Linked DNA regions of Sus scrofa: all the other regions are linked to region 3. Evidence: chromatin contacts called from public HiChIP or PLAC-seq data. All regions are on one chromosome and are shown on one strand. The core of a region is the stretch at or near the end of the contact, and the rest is flanking DNA. Distances in the headings are between cores, read along the strand shown.

What was found. HiChIP or PLAC-seq counts read pairs in DNA pulled down with a chosen protein or histone mark.
Region 1: a contact with region 3 is called in an H3K27ac HiChIP or PLAC-seq map of alveolar macrophages. The contact joins two enhancer-like sites. A contact is called at or near these places in 1 of 47 Hi-C or Micro-C datasets (liver) and 1 of 2 datasets of contacts at active chromatin or transcription factors (alveolar macrophages).
Region 2: a contact with region 3 is called in an H3K27ac HiChIP or PLAC-seq map of alveolar macrophages. The contact joins two enhancer-like sites. A contact is called at or near these places in 2 of 2 datasets of contacts at active chromatin or transcription factors (alveolar macrophages and skeletal muscle).

The regions. Positions count from the first base shown.
Region 1 is chr10:41,254,304-41,258,277 of Sscrofa11.1, reverse strand. It overlaps SVIL (supervillin), which reads right to left. Exons shown (of 36, transcript XM_021064788.1): 3 at 1,001-1,100. Among named protein-coding and RNA genes, the nearest start is that of SVIL, 80 kb to the right of the region's middle. Within about 2 kb of position 2,692, at least 1 of the 83 cell types and tissues checked has an H3K27ac peak or open chromatin away from gene starts, as enhancers often do. A contact at or near this core is called in alveolar macrophages, where this site is marked.
Region 2 is chr10:41,293,495-41,297,481 of Sscrofa11.1, reverse strand. The region is part of intron 3 of SVIL (supervillin); the gene reads right to left. Among named protein-coding and RNA genes, the nearest start is that of SVIL, 120 kb to the right of the region's middle. Within about 2 kb of position 1,746, at least 1 of the 83 cell types and tissues checked has an H3K27ac peak or open chromatin away from gene starts, as enhancers often do. A contact at or near this core is called in alveolar macrophages, where this site is marked.
Region 3 is chr10:41,074,211-41,078,189 of Sscrofa11.1, reverse strand. No RefSeq gene overlaps it. Among named protein-coding and RNA genes, the nearest start is that of SVIL, 100 kb to the left of the region's middle. Within about 2 kb of position 1,744, at least 9 of the 83 cell types and tissues checked have an H3K27ac peak or open chromatin away from gene starts, as enhancers often do. A contact at or near this core is called in alveolar macrophages, where this site is marked.

The DNA of each region.
Region 1 (3,974 bases), core at 1,443-3,942, 180 kb before region 3:
TATGCATCACTTGAATCCTTAATCCTCAGGACAACCTTCCCAGGGAGATGCTATTATCCATTATCACCATTTTAAAGATGCTAAAATTGAAAGAGACATTTAAGTGTCCTGTTCAAGGTCATGCAGTTTATAAGGGGCAGACTCAGGGTTCAAACCCAGGTCCCTTCACCCCCAAGACCATTCTCTCAACATCATACCTACCGATAGGTAAATGCTCTCCCTTGCTTACCAATTTTCTATCTCTGCACAAGCATTAACCTCATTGATGATGCTGTACTAAGCACTGAACACTGAACACGGCAGGTGTCAATAAATACTTACTGAAAAAACGAACTCTCGTCTTAGGATGCCCTACAAGACATGTTCCATGGGACTCTGGCGAGCCTTGCCGACCACACACGTCCGTAGAGAGTTACAAGGTTCTCCGTATTGGAAGTCCCTCACTAGGGAAGGTTATTTAACTTTAATCCAGGGTTTTTCAAACTCCCTGGAGCACAGACCCAGCTCCGTAGCCCTGCCCCATGGCATGAACAGCCTAGAGAAATGTGTTCCGTGGAACGCACTTTGAGAAACACTGCCCTGGGGGCAGCAGTGCAGACAGCAGGTGCCCAGAACGATGCTTCTACTCCCCGTTCTGTGCCTGGTTCTGCCCTCCTCTAAACAATCTAACTCAGGGTCCCCGAAAGTTCGGTCGTGGCCAGAGCTCAGTTCCAAAAGAGAACCCCAATCCTAAGCTTTGCTTTGCTTTCAGACATTGGAACACAGGACCACTGAAGACAGACAGATTTTTCCAGCTTGTCAGACTCACTTCCCCACCCCCGGATGTTTGCAGTCCCACAACTTACCTTCGAGGCCCCTTTAATTTTCTCAGAGCTCCATCGGCTGAATGTGATTCAAACAAATTTACCCTTTATAATGACCTTTAACCTGCTCTCAGACTGCAGGCAAAACCAGTGACGTGTCAACCACAAAACGGTGGTATTTCTTTCTAAAGACTTACCGTAATGCTGGTATTTAAATCATGGCTTCAGATGGACAAGGACTTCAAATTCTTCCTCACTCAGCTCTCCGCGTCTCCAGGTCATCTATGCAAACCCTTCCTGCAAAAGAGGAAAGAAAAATGTCCACTTTGAAATCTAGGAAAGACAGCAGCCAATAGTGTAAGACAGCCGCCTGTGTGAGCAAGGCCAGATCCGCTGCAGTGATTCATTTTCTGCTTCTAAGAAGAGCTTTTTCCCATTCAATTATTCATCTACATCGGTGACAAAAGATTATAGGCAGTGATTTGAGCATCTTTTCAACCCTCATAAAAAATACGCAATTAAGAAATACATTTTTTTGGATCCCGCTGTGGTACAGTGGGTTAAGAATCTCACTCCAGTGGCTCGGGGTGGTTGCAGAGGCAAAAGTTTGATCCCCAGGCTGGTACAGTGAGTTAAATGCCAAAGCTGTGGCTCAGATTCAGTTCCTGTCCCCGGAACTTCCACATGCTGCAGGCGCGGCCATAAACAATAGTAACAACATTTTTTTCCCTTCATCTTGAACTCACTGAATAAAGTCATTTTTATGTGATGGTTTTTCAAAGCTCTAATTTTTCTCTGGTGATGAAATTTGACATTTGGTCTAAAAGCAGAGCTATCATGAGTAAATATGAATCCTTTCCACAACACAAATTGACATCAGACCCAATAAAGGGACTTTGGGAAAGAAGCCTTGTAATGAAGGAAGACTTGAAAAGACAGAATGTTCTGAAACTCATCAGAGAGTTGGATGTGTATAACCAGAGGGAACTGACAAAGTCCCAGGTCCTTAGAAAAAGAGAGACACTGCATAATAAAATTGAAACTAGAGGAGTTCCCACCATGGCACAGTGGAAACAAATTCGACTAGGAACCAGGAGGTTGTGGGTTCGATCCCTGGCCTTGTTCAGTGGGTTAAGGATCCAGCGTTGCCGTGAGCTGTGATGTAAGTCACAGATGCAGCTTGGATCTGGCATTGCTGTGGCTCTGGCGTAGGCTGGCAGCAACAGCTCCAATTAGACCACTAGCCTGGGAACCTCCATATGCCATGGGTACAGCCCTGAAAAGACCAAAAAAAAAAAAAAAAAAAAATTGAAACTAGAATAACCCATTGAGGGAGTTCCCACTGTGGCTCAGCAGGTTAAGAACATGACATAGTATCCATGAGGACACAGGTTCAATCCCTGGCCTCGCTGAGTGGGCTAAGAATCCAGTGTTGCCACAAGCTGCAGCGTAGGTTGCAGATGCAGCTCAGATCTGGCATTGCTGTGGCTGTGGAATAGGTTGCAGATGCGGCTTGGATCCAGTGTGGCTGTGGCTGTGGCCATGGCGTAGGCTGGCAGCTACAGCTCTGATTTGATCCCTAGCCTGGGAACATCCATATGCCTCAGGCGCAGCCCTAAAAAGAAAAATACTACTACTACTAATAAAAAGAATAACTCATTGAGGTTGAGCAACTGGGCTGGAACATGGTCTGTGCCATTCATTCCGGGCAGAGAAAAACCTTCCACACTGATTTTCCTCCAGCATTCCTGGAGGAAAAGGGAAAACCTTCCCCGTGCTGGAAGTACAACAGAGTAGGACAAAGGGCAGCAGACACTTCCCTGTGTGATTGTCCTAACGGTGAGTCGTCATGTGTCTACAGGATGACCCCCATGGTGACAAACTCATTTGTCACCCTCAGAAGGCCGTCCCCCTTGTGTGGCATCCCCTTGACTCAGCCTGGGAAAGGGGCATTGGACCCAAGCAGAGCTCCAGCCCTGAGATCTGGACTTGAGAGGAAAGTCCTAGGGCTGTTAGTTGGTTGGTGGCTAGTTGGTTAGTGGTTAAGTCAGAGGGGTTTGGGGAAGTCTTCTGTTTTAGGGGCTTCCCTTTCCTTCCTGCTCCTTCTGATATCACTTGCTTAAATCACTCTTTTTTGGGGGGTGGGGGCTGTACCTGTGGCATGTAGAAGTTCTTGGGCCAGGGATCAAACCTGCACCACAGCAGTGACAATGCCAGATCCTTAGCCCACTGAGCCACCAGGGAACTCCTATATTACCTTTTGAAAACACCATCCTTAGATGCAATTAGAGATGATCATCCTAAGTGAAGTAAGACAGAAGGAGAAAGACAAATGATATCACTTCTATGTGGAATCTAAAATATGACACAAATGAACCTATCTACAGAACAGAAACAGACTCACAGGCATAGGGAACAGACTTGTGGTTGCCAAGGGGGCAAGGAAGGGAGTGGGATGGACAGGGAGTTTGGGATTAGTCGATGCAAACTATTACATTTAGAATAGATAAGCAGTGAGATCTTACTGTGCAGCACAGGGAACTATGTCCAGTCTCTTGGGAGAGACCATGAGGGAAGATCATGCAAGAAAAAGAATGTATATACATGTATGACTGTGTCACTACGCTGTAGAGCAAAAATTGACACAACACTGTAAAATCAACCATACTCTAATACAAAATTAAATTAAAAAAGAAAAAGAATATATATATATATATATAAAATATGTATGACTGGGTCACATATGCCATACAGCAGAAATAGGCACAACACTGCAAGTCAACTACTTCAAAAAAAAAAAAAAGATCTACGTTCCCCCTGCCAAACAAAACATCATCCTAGGAAAGAGTTCACTCAAAGAAGGTCCTGAACCGGACAGCAGCCAATAACACTGCCAGCCTCTTAAAGGACAGAGGTGGTGTCAAAAGTCAGTTTGGGAAGCATATGGGAGGCGGGGTGTCAGAGCTGCTCTTTCCTCGTGTAGAGAGCATGGGGTTCATCTCTAGAAGCCCAGGCTGAGGCAGCTTACAAGGAAATGAGCCTGTGTGTGGGGTGGGGGTGGGAGGGTGGGAGTCAGCCATGCAAAGTTCCCACAAAGCAACAAAACACTTTCACCACTGCTCACTGAACTTTGGACAGCCACAAACTCAGGACTGGAAGCCACAAAGATGG
Region 2 (3,987 bases), core at 497-2,996, 220 kb before region 3:
CATCAAATGCTCTCAGCTCTTTGGGCATTTGGCTCCTTCCTGTGAGTGTGTGTGCGCGTGCATGTGCGCGCAAGGGCCATTCATCAATTTCTTCACTGCACAACTAATCGCTGAACACCTGCTAAGTACCAATCATTGGGGCAGTATCTGCTTGGTTGTTTTGGCCACCCCGGGGCACATAGAGCTCCCGGGCCAGGGATCAAGATCCGAGCAACAGTCTCGACCTAAGCTGCAGTTGCGGCAATGCCAGATCCTTAACCCACTGTGCCAGGTCTGGGGATCCAACCCATGTCCTAGTACACCAATCCAATGTGCCACAGCGGGAGCTCCTGAAGCAGTAACTGTCAGAAGTCCTAAATATTAAACACACCAATATCAAATATAAGTGTGATATTATATGCTAAGCAACATGCTTCCGTTGCTTAGAAATAGCTGCCACTAGAGGTCCCATCGTGGCTCAGCAGAAATGAATCTGATTAGTATCCATGAGGACGCAGGTTTGATCCCTGGCCTCAGTGGGTTAAGGATCCGGTATTGCCATGAGCTGTGGTATAGGTCACAGACGTGGCTCGGATCTCTCTCATGTTGCTGTGGCTGTAGCTGTGGCCGGCAGCTACAGCTCAGACTCAAGCTCTAGCCTGGGAACCTCCATATGTGGTAGGTATGGCCCTAAAAAGCACACACACACACACACACAAAATCTGCCACTTGTACATATCTGACTTTTGGAATAACTAAGAGTTCCCTGTACTTCAAACAAATGTCCACACTGATTTCTTCAAGTTCCATCCATCAAGCTTAAGTCAAGCTGGGGGCCTTCCCTATACAACTTGCAACGACATCCCATCATAACCACCTACATGATATGCTTAGAAAAAAGATCAAGTTGAGTCTTGGTTTCAATCTTTATCAACTCAAGGTTCTTTCAACATACAGTTGGTACCTTGCCTCTTTGGGAAAACGGTGCTCCTGACTTTCAGACAAAACCAGGGAAACCTGCGCTGTAACTTCTGACATTCAGGCAATGATGACACAGATGTACATGGTGTTCCCCATCAAATCAAATCTACAATAAATTGATCTATAAGACAGATCTTAGATAAATAAAACCTCACAGAGCACACTTGTTTGTTTGGCATTAGGATTTACAGCACTGAGCTGATATATATATATTTTGTCTTTTTGCCATTTCTTGGGCCGCTCCCATGGCATATGGAGGTTCCCAGGCCAGGGGTCCAATCAGAGCTGTAGCCGCCGGCCTTCACCAGAGCCACAGCAACGCGGGATCCAAGCCGTGTCTGCAACCCACACCACAGCTCACGGCAACACCGGATCCTTAATCCACTGAGCAAGGCCAGGGATCGAACCCACAACCTCATGGTTCCTAGATGGATTCACTAACCACTGAGTCATGATGGGAACTCCAGCAATGAGTTGATATTTTTATATAAACTTCATGGCAGGTGATGGATTTCTCTCAAGAACAAGAGATGTTATTTTAAATTTCAAATAATACATGAGTAACATCTTAAAATGACACTGCAGAGGGCAGCCAGAGTGCATCCAAGTAATGCTATTTTTCTGCATGGTCTACAAAGGCGCCAGGGTGCTGGCTGGCCCGAGAGTCTTCTCTCATGTGCCGAGGTCCTCCTCAAGTGTGTGTGTGTGTGTGTACAGTGTGTGCCAGCATTCACTGTTTCCCACACTGCTGTCTACTTAAATCTGAGTTAGCTAGAGAAGAAGCAAATTCACATTAAGAAATTCTGTCCAGGACTTCCTGTTGTGGCTCAGTGGGTTACAAACCCAACTAGTATCCATGAGGATGTGGGTTTGATCTTGGCCTCGTTTCGTGGGTTAAGGATCTGGCATTGTGGTGAGCTGTGATGTAGGTTGCAGACGCGGCTCGGATCCTGCATGGCTGTGGCTACAGCGTAGACTGGCAGCTGCAGCTCCAGCTCAGATTAGACCCCTAACCTGGGAACTATACCATATACCATGGGTATGGGCCTAAAAATGGGACCAAAAAAAAAAAAAGAAAAAAGAAATTCTGTCCCATTAGAGAACTATCGTCAACATCCTATGATAAACCATAACGGAAAAGAATATTTTCAATTTTTAAAAAATTTTTTAAATAATACTTGAAATTATTTTTAATTCTTTTTGAAAGAAGGTACATATGGGAGTTCCTGTCGTGGTTCAGTGGTTAACAAACCCAACTAGCAACCATGAGGACGCAGGTTCGATCCCTGGCCTTGCTAAGTGGGTTAAGGATCCGGCATTGCTGTGAGTTATGGTATAGGTCACATACACGGCTCAGATCTGGTGTTGCTGTGGCTGCGGTGTAGGCCAGCGGTTATAGCTCCGATTCAACCCCTAGCCTGGAAACCTCCATATACCACAGGAGTGGCCCTAAAAAGACAAAAGACAAAAATATAAAAGAAAAGAAAAGAAGGTACGTATGTGTAACTGAGTCACTTTGCTGTATAGCAGAAGTGAACACACCATTGACAATCAACTACACTTCCATTTAAAAAAAAAAAAAAGAAAGAAATTCTGATTAACTAAAACATCTCCAAAAAGCAGGTACAAGTAAACTCTTTCTGGAGATTTCTTGGAGCCATCCTCCTAGATGACCAGGACATAGGGTTTCCGACCCTCCAAGGGGTACAAGTGCTGCTGGTGGGATCCAGATTCCAATGCGGATGCAACTTTTCCCAAATCAGTGTCTATGTGGTTCTCCATCCAATGGAGGGGGAAAAAAATGGCCAAGACCCTCCAAACTGGACAGCAGATGAGGGTATCTGATGTATTTCACGTATTTATTTTACATTTGAGAATGGTATTTATTTATTATTTAATATTTAGGAACCGTACATTACTTATGTTTTTTCATTTTTTCAAATTTTATCGACGTCTGGTTGATATGCAATATTGTGATCATTTCTGCTGGACATCAAAGCGACTCAGTTACACATGGACGCACATCCATTCTCTTTCAGATTCTTTTCCCAAACAGACCAGCACAGAATACTGGGGAGTGTTCCCCCTGGGGACCTCAGATAGATTGACTGATTGATTGATTGATTTTTGCTTTTTTTTTTTTTAAAGAGCTGAACCCAGAGCATATGGAAGTTTCCAGGCTAGGGCTTAATTCACTGCTGCAGCTGCCAGCCTACACCACAGCCATAGCAACAAGGGATACCAGCCACATCTGGGAACTACACCACAGCTCACGACGACACGGGATCCTTAATCCACTGAGCAAGGCCAGGGATGGAACCTGCATCCTCATGGGTACTAGTCGGGTTTGTTACTGCTGAGCCACGATGGGAACTCGCTGGGACATCTGATTTAGAAGACTGATACCTACTTGAATATTGCACAATCTGGCCAAGACCTGCAAACATTTTCAAGTCAATGTCAAGGGCCGTATAGAGTTGGCCCCCTAACCTCCAACCCCATCGTGCTGTGACTGTGAGGCCTCCTACATGGAGACTTAAGACAGCCCCCAAGGGGCTCACACATGCGAGAGGGAAGGCAGATGTCCTCATGGGAGGCGGGTAAACCCAGCCCTCTTCAGGATGGGAGAACATGGAATGCACTTGCTTTTACAGAAAGTTCTAGAATAAGTGCCAAACCCAACAGCTGCACGCTGTTCAGATGAAGAGGCAAGACCTCGGAACATCATTCTTGGGGTGGGGGTGGGGTTTATGGTAGAGTCCGTCAAATTCAAGTTTTACTTTAAGTCCAGAAAGCCAGAGAAAGGAAAAACACTGTCTTTTCCGACAACAAGGGGCTGTTTGCGGCTCTGTGACAGAACCAGACCCTGCTGTGGAGAGGAGGCCCAGCCTCTGGCTACAGGATGCAAAGTCCAAGGCCAGTTAGACCCCAGCCCTCCGAGGCCCTGCTTCTCACACAGAGCCCCCCACCCTGGACCCTGTAACCAAACCCCTGCACAAACCCAGTGCCTCCCTGGCTCCAGGGTGA
Region 3 (3,979 bases), core at 495-2,994:
CGCCAGCAGGGCTGGACACAGCAGGGCTGGGGCCACCAGTCACACGTTTTCCCTGCCTAGTAGGAGAGAATTCCAGAAAGGACTCCTTCACCTGGGGAGGGAGAAGTGGTTTCTTTCCAGTTTCTCCGGGCTGGGCATTTGGCTTGATGGAGCTGAGGGAGCTTCAAGGTCATGATCACAGAATCACCTGATGGGGCCTTGGAGAAAAAGCCACAGGGCGGGACCCAGGCCCTGGGTGGCATTTCTGGGAGGCCCATCTCAGATCTGCCCCCATCAATGAGAGCCTGGAGCAGAGGTTTTGTTCGTGTTGATGTGCTCCTTTGCACCTTTTGAGACAGGAGGTCAAGGCCTGGGAGAGCTCGATGTCTGAGGTCTAAAGGCTGGGGTCAGGACCCTCAATGCTCAAGCTCAGATTTTATACTAAAGTGAACTTCAGCAGCTTATCATGAGCTGGCATTGAATAAGTCACCTGGGGGGATCATTAGTAGGATCCACTTGCCCACAACCTGCCCAGGGCCTTGGGGACACGGCGGGAGCCTCCTCTGCTTGGACTTGCCTCCTCTCTTCCCCCTGAGCTTGGAAACTGGGGTGCCACCCCAGCGTGGTCACTAACCTGCTGTAAGGCCCTTTGCCTCCGATCATTTCAGTGAGGGGTTAGAGGAGGCCAGTGTTTCTGGAACTGTGCTTGTGGGCCAGAAAGGAGGTAAAAGAGGGCTGGGGGGGAGGCAGCTGCCACCTGATGTCATCCACAGCCCTTTACTTGTTTTCATGTAATATAATATGTGACATGTTATCATATATTTATTGTATGTCTATAATATTAGTATACTAGTATAGTATAGTATAGTATAGTATAATATATAACATGTTACATAATATAATTTGTTTATAATATAGTTTAGTATAATGTGATATGACATAATATAATATATAATATACCATGATGGACTTCAGGGTAATCTTGCGTTTGAAGTAAGGATTCCAATACCTAAAAAGTGTGAAACCCAGAGTTCCCTTCATGGCTCAGCAGTTAATGAAACCAACTAGGATCCATGAGGATGTGGGTTCGATCCCTGGCCTTGCTCAGTGGGTTAAGGATCCAGCATTGCTGTAAGCTGTGGTGTAGGTCGCAGACGAGGCTTGGATCCCGTGTTGCGGTGGCTGTGGTGTAGGCTGGCAGCTGTAGCTCCGATTCAACCTCTAGCCTGGGAACCTCCATATGCTGTGAGTGTGCCCTTTAAAAAAAAAAGTGTGAAAACCCCACATTAGGTGACTTCTGAGGCCGCCGGATCCATATTTCTATTATTCATTAAACAATCCCGGGCAGCGCCAGGGAAGACTGGCAGTGTTAACTTTGCTTATTTAGAAACCTGAAAAAATGCCAAGAATTCACAGTTAGCAAAACACCCTTTGGCTCCTCATTTATCTGGAGAGCAAAACAAACTCACTTGACAGCTTGTGCAATTCTGGTGAAACGCCTGCCCCATGTGGGAGAACCCCCCCCCCCCACCTCTCAGGGCATTTCTGATTCCCAGCCAATCTGACACTCACTGGCTGTAGGACATGCCTGACCAGGAGACACCAGAACCCCCCCACCCCCTGCACACGCCCATGCCGGGATAGGTGGCAGAAGCCCTGGAGAGCGTGGGCTCTTTGTCATCTGTGGACGCAATACTGACATCTTTCACTGTTTACAAGGAGAGTTGAGATCTGTGATGCATGGTGATACTGCAGTCTCGTGAAAGGAGGGGTTGCATCATTGAAGGCCAAAGGAAGTGATGGGAGGTGATGGGAGGTGATGTGCTGTCCAGCTGTACCAAGTCTGCCTCAGGGCAGCAGCTGCTGGGAACCAATAAGCTGCCAGGATGAGGGAGGGACTGGGCTGAGGCTGGCTCATCGCCAGTCACCTTGTGTGTAAAATCACTTCAGCGAGGGACTTCACTTGGAGGCCTCCTTAAGGAAAAATCTGAATTTCCAGCCACAGGACTTTATGCATGGGTACAAATTGGTAGGTCAACTCAGCATTTACATCTCTGGGTGGTTTTCTAGTTCTTTACATCACAAATGTTTATTAAAAGTCTTCCAGGGAGTTCCCGTTGTGGCGCAGCAGAAACGAATCTGACTAGGAACCATGAGGTTGCAGGTTTGATCCCTGGCCATGCTCAGTGGGTTAAGGATCCGGTGTCGCCGTGAGCTATGGTATAGGTTGGAGATGCGGCTGGGATCCTGTGTTGCTGTGGCTGTGGTATAGGCCAGTGGCTACAACTCCGATTCAACCCCTAGCTGTGGGTGTGGCCCAAAAAGTCTTCCAGGAGTTCCTATTGGAGCTCAGTGGGTTAAGAACCTGACATAGTATCTGAGAGGATGAGAGTTCTATCCCTGGCCTCATTCAGTGAATTAAGGATCCAGGTTGCTGCGAGCTGTGGTATAGGTTGCAGATGCAGCTGGGATCTGATGTGGCTGTGACTGTGGTGTAGACTGGCAGCTGCAGCTCCAGTTTGATCCCTAGCCTGGGAACTTCCATATGCCGCAGGTACGGCTCTGAAAAGAAAAAAAAACGGTCTCCTGTGTGCCCCCACACTATTTGAGAAGAAGGGTCTCCTCTGTGAGCAAAACAGATGCAAATTCCTGCCCTCAAGGAGCTTCAGTTCTGATTTACAGCCACGTGATCAGTAGTCCTCTCTCCCCTGGGGAGGTGCTACCTGAGGGAGGATTAGGGCACAGAGGTGAGAGCTTGGATGTTGGTGTCAGACCCTTTGCCCCTCTGCTGGCTTAGTTCTCTCCTGAAGCAGATTCAAGACCCATGACTGTTTCCTTATCTGTTAAAGGGAAGATGGGGACTCAATGAGCATTAAGCAGGTGACCCACCAGAAGTGGCTGGGGTGGCCCTGGTGCATAGTAAGTGCTCATTTAGGGACTGTCCCACTATGATAATTTCTCTGCCTGTGTCCATCCCGCAGGGCCTTGGGGATTGCGCTCTTGGCCGTCTGTTCTATTGCCATGGGCGCTGTGTCCGTGGGGGGCCTCAGCAGGGTTGTGGTCCTATCCTGTGTGGATGCTTCTGCTGCCACTGATCAGGCAGGTGCTGCTGTCCTGTCCGAGAAGGGAGTGGCCGGTTGTCCCCAGGTCAGCAGCCACTGCGCCAACATCCCCCGGGCCAGCCCCCAACCATGGGGCTGCCTTCACATTCAGGATGGCACTTGCTTGGAGCACATTGGTGTCTTGGGCCTGACAGGCTTCCCGTTCTGGTTAAGAAGACTCACGCGCTTCCTCCGGGTCCCCCCTGGTGTAGGGTTCCTGCAGCCTAGTGTTGCCCTGGACTGGCTGTGTGACCCGAACCCAGTTGCTTAACCTCTCTGGTCTCGTCAGCAGAATGGCAATGATAATGCTCATGGCTGACGGGCATCCTGAGTGTCAGGCAAGACCAGAAGGTGAAGGACAGTAGAGCTGTAAGCTTGGCACTCATCTCCCTGCCGAGCTGTGTAGCGCATCTCTATTCTGCCCAGTCTTTGCTGCCCCAGCACATCCGATCTGGCAGACTCTCCCTTCCCCCAGTATTGCCTCCTCGTCTTCTCTGCACTCCAGCCTTTCTGTGACCATGAAGCCAGTTTGGATCCCAGGAGCGCGAGTAGCACCTGCTTCTGTGGGACTGAGCATTTCTGGAAGCAGGATCAGCTCTATTCCTCTTTGCAGCCGCTCCCTCCTCTTCCATGGAGCCCAGCCTGGAACCAGTGCCCTGCAAATAGTCATGGGGGACAGGCTTTCCACATGGGTGCAGAGGGACCTGAGTGTGGAGGCAGCCCCTTTCCCTGCTTACTTTTTTTTTTTTTTTCTTTTTCTTTTTAGGGCCACACTGGCAGCATATGGAAGTTCCCAGGCTAGGGGTGGAATGAGAGCTACAGCTGCTGGCCTAACCACAGCCATAGCAACATGGGGTCCGAGCAGTGCCTATGACCTACACCACAGCTCACAGCAATGC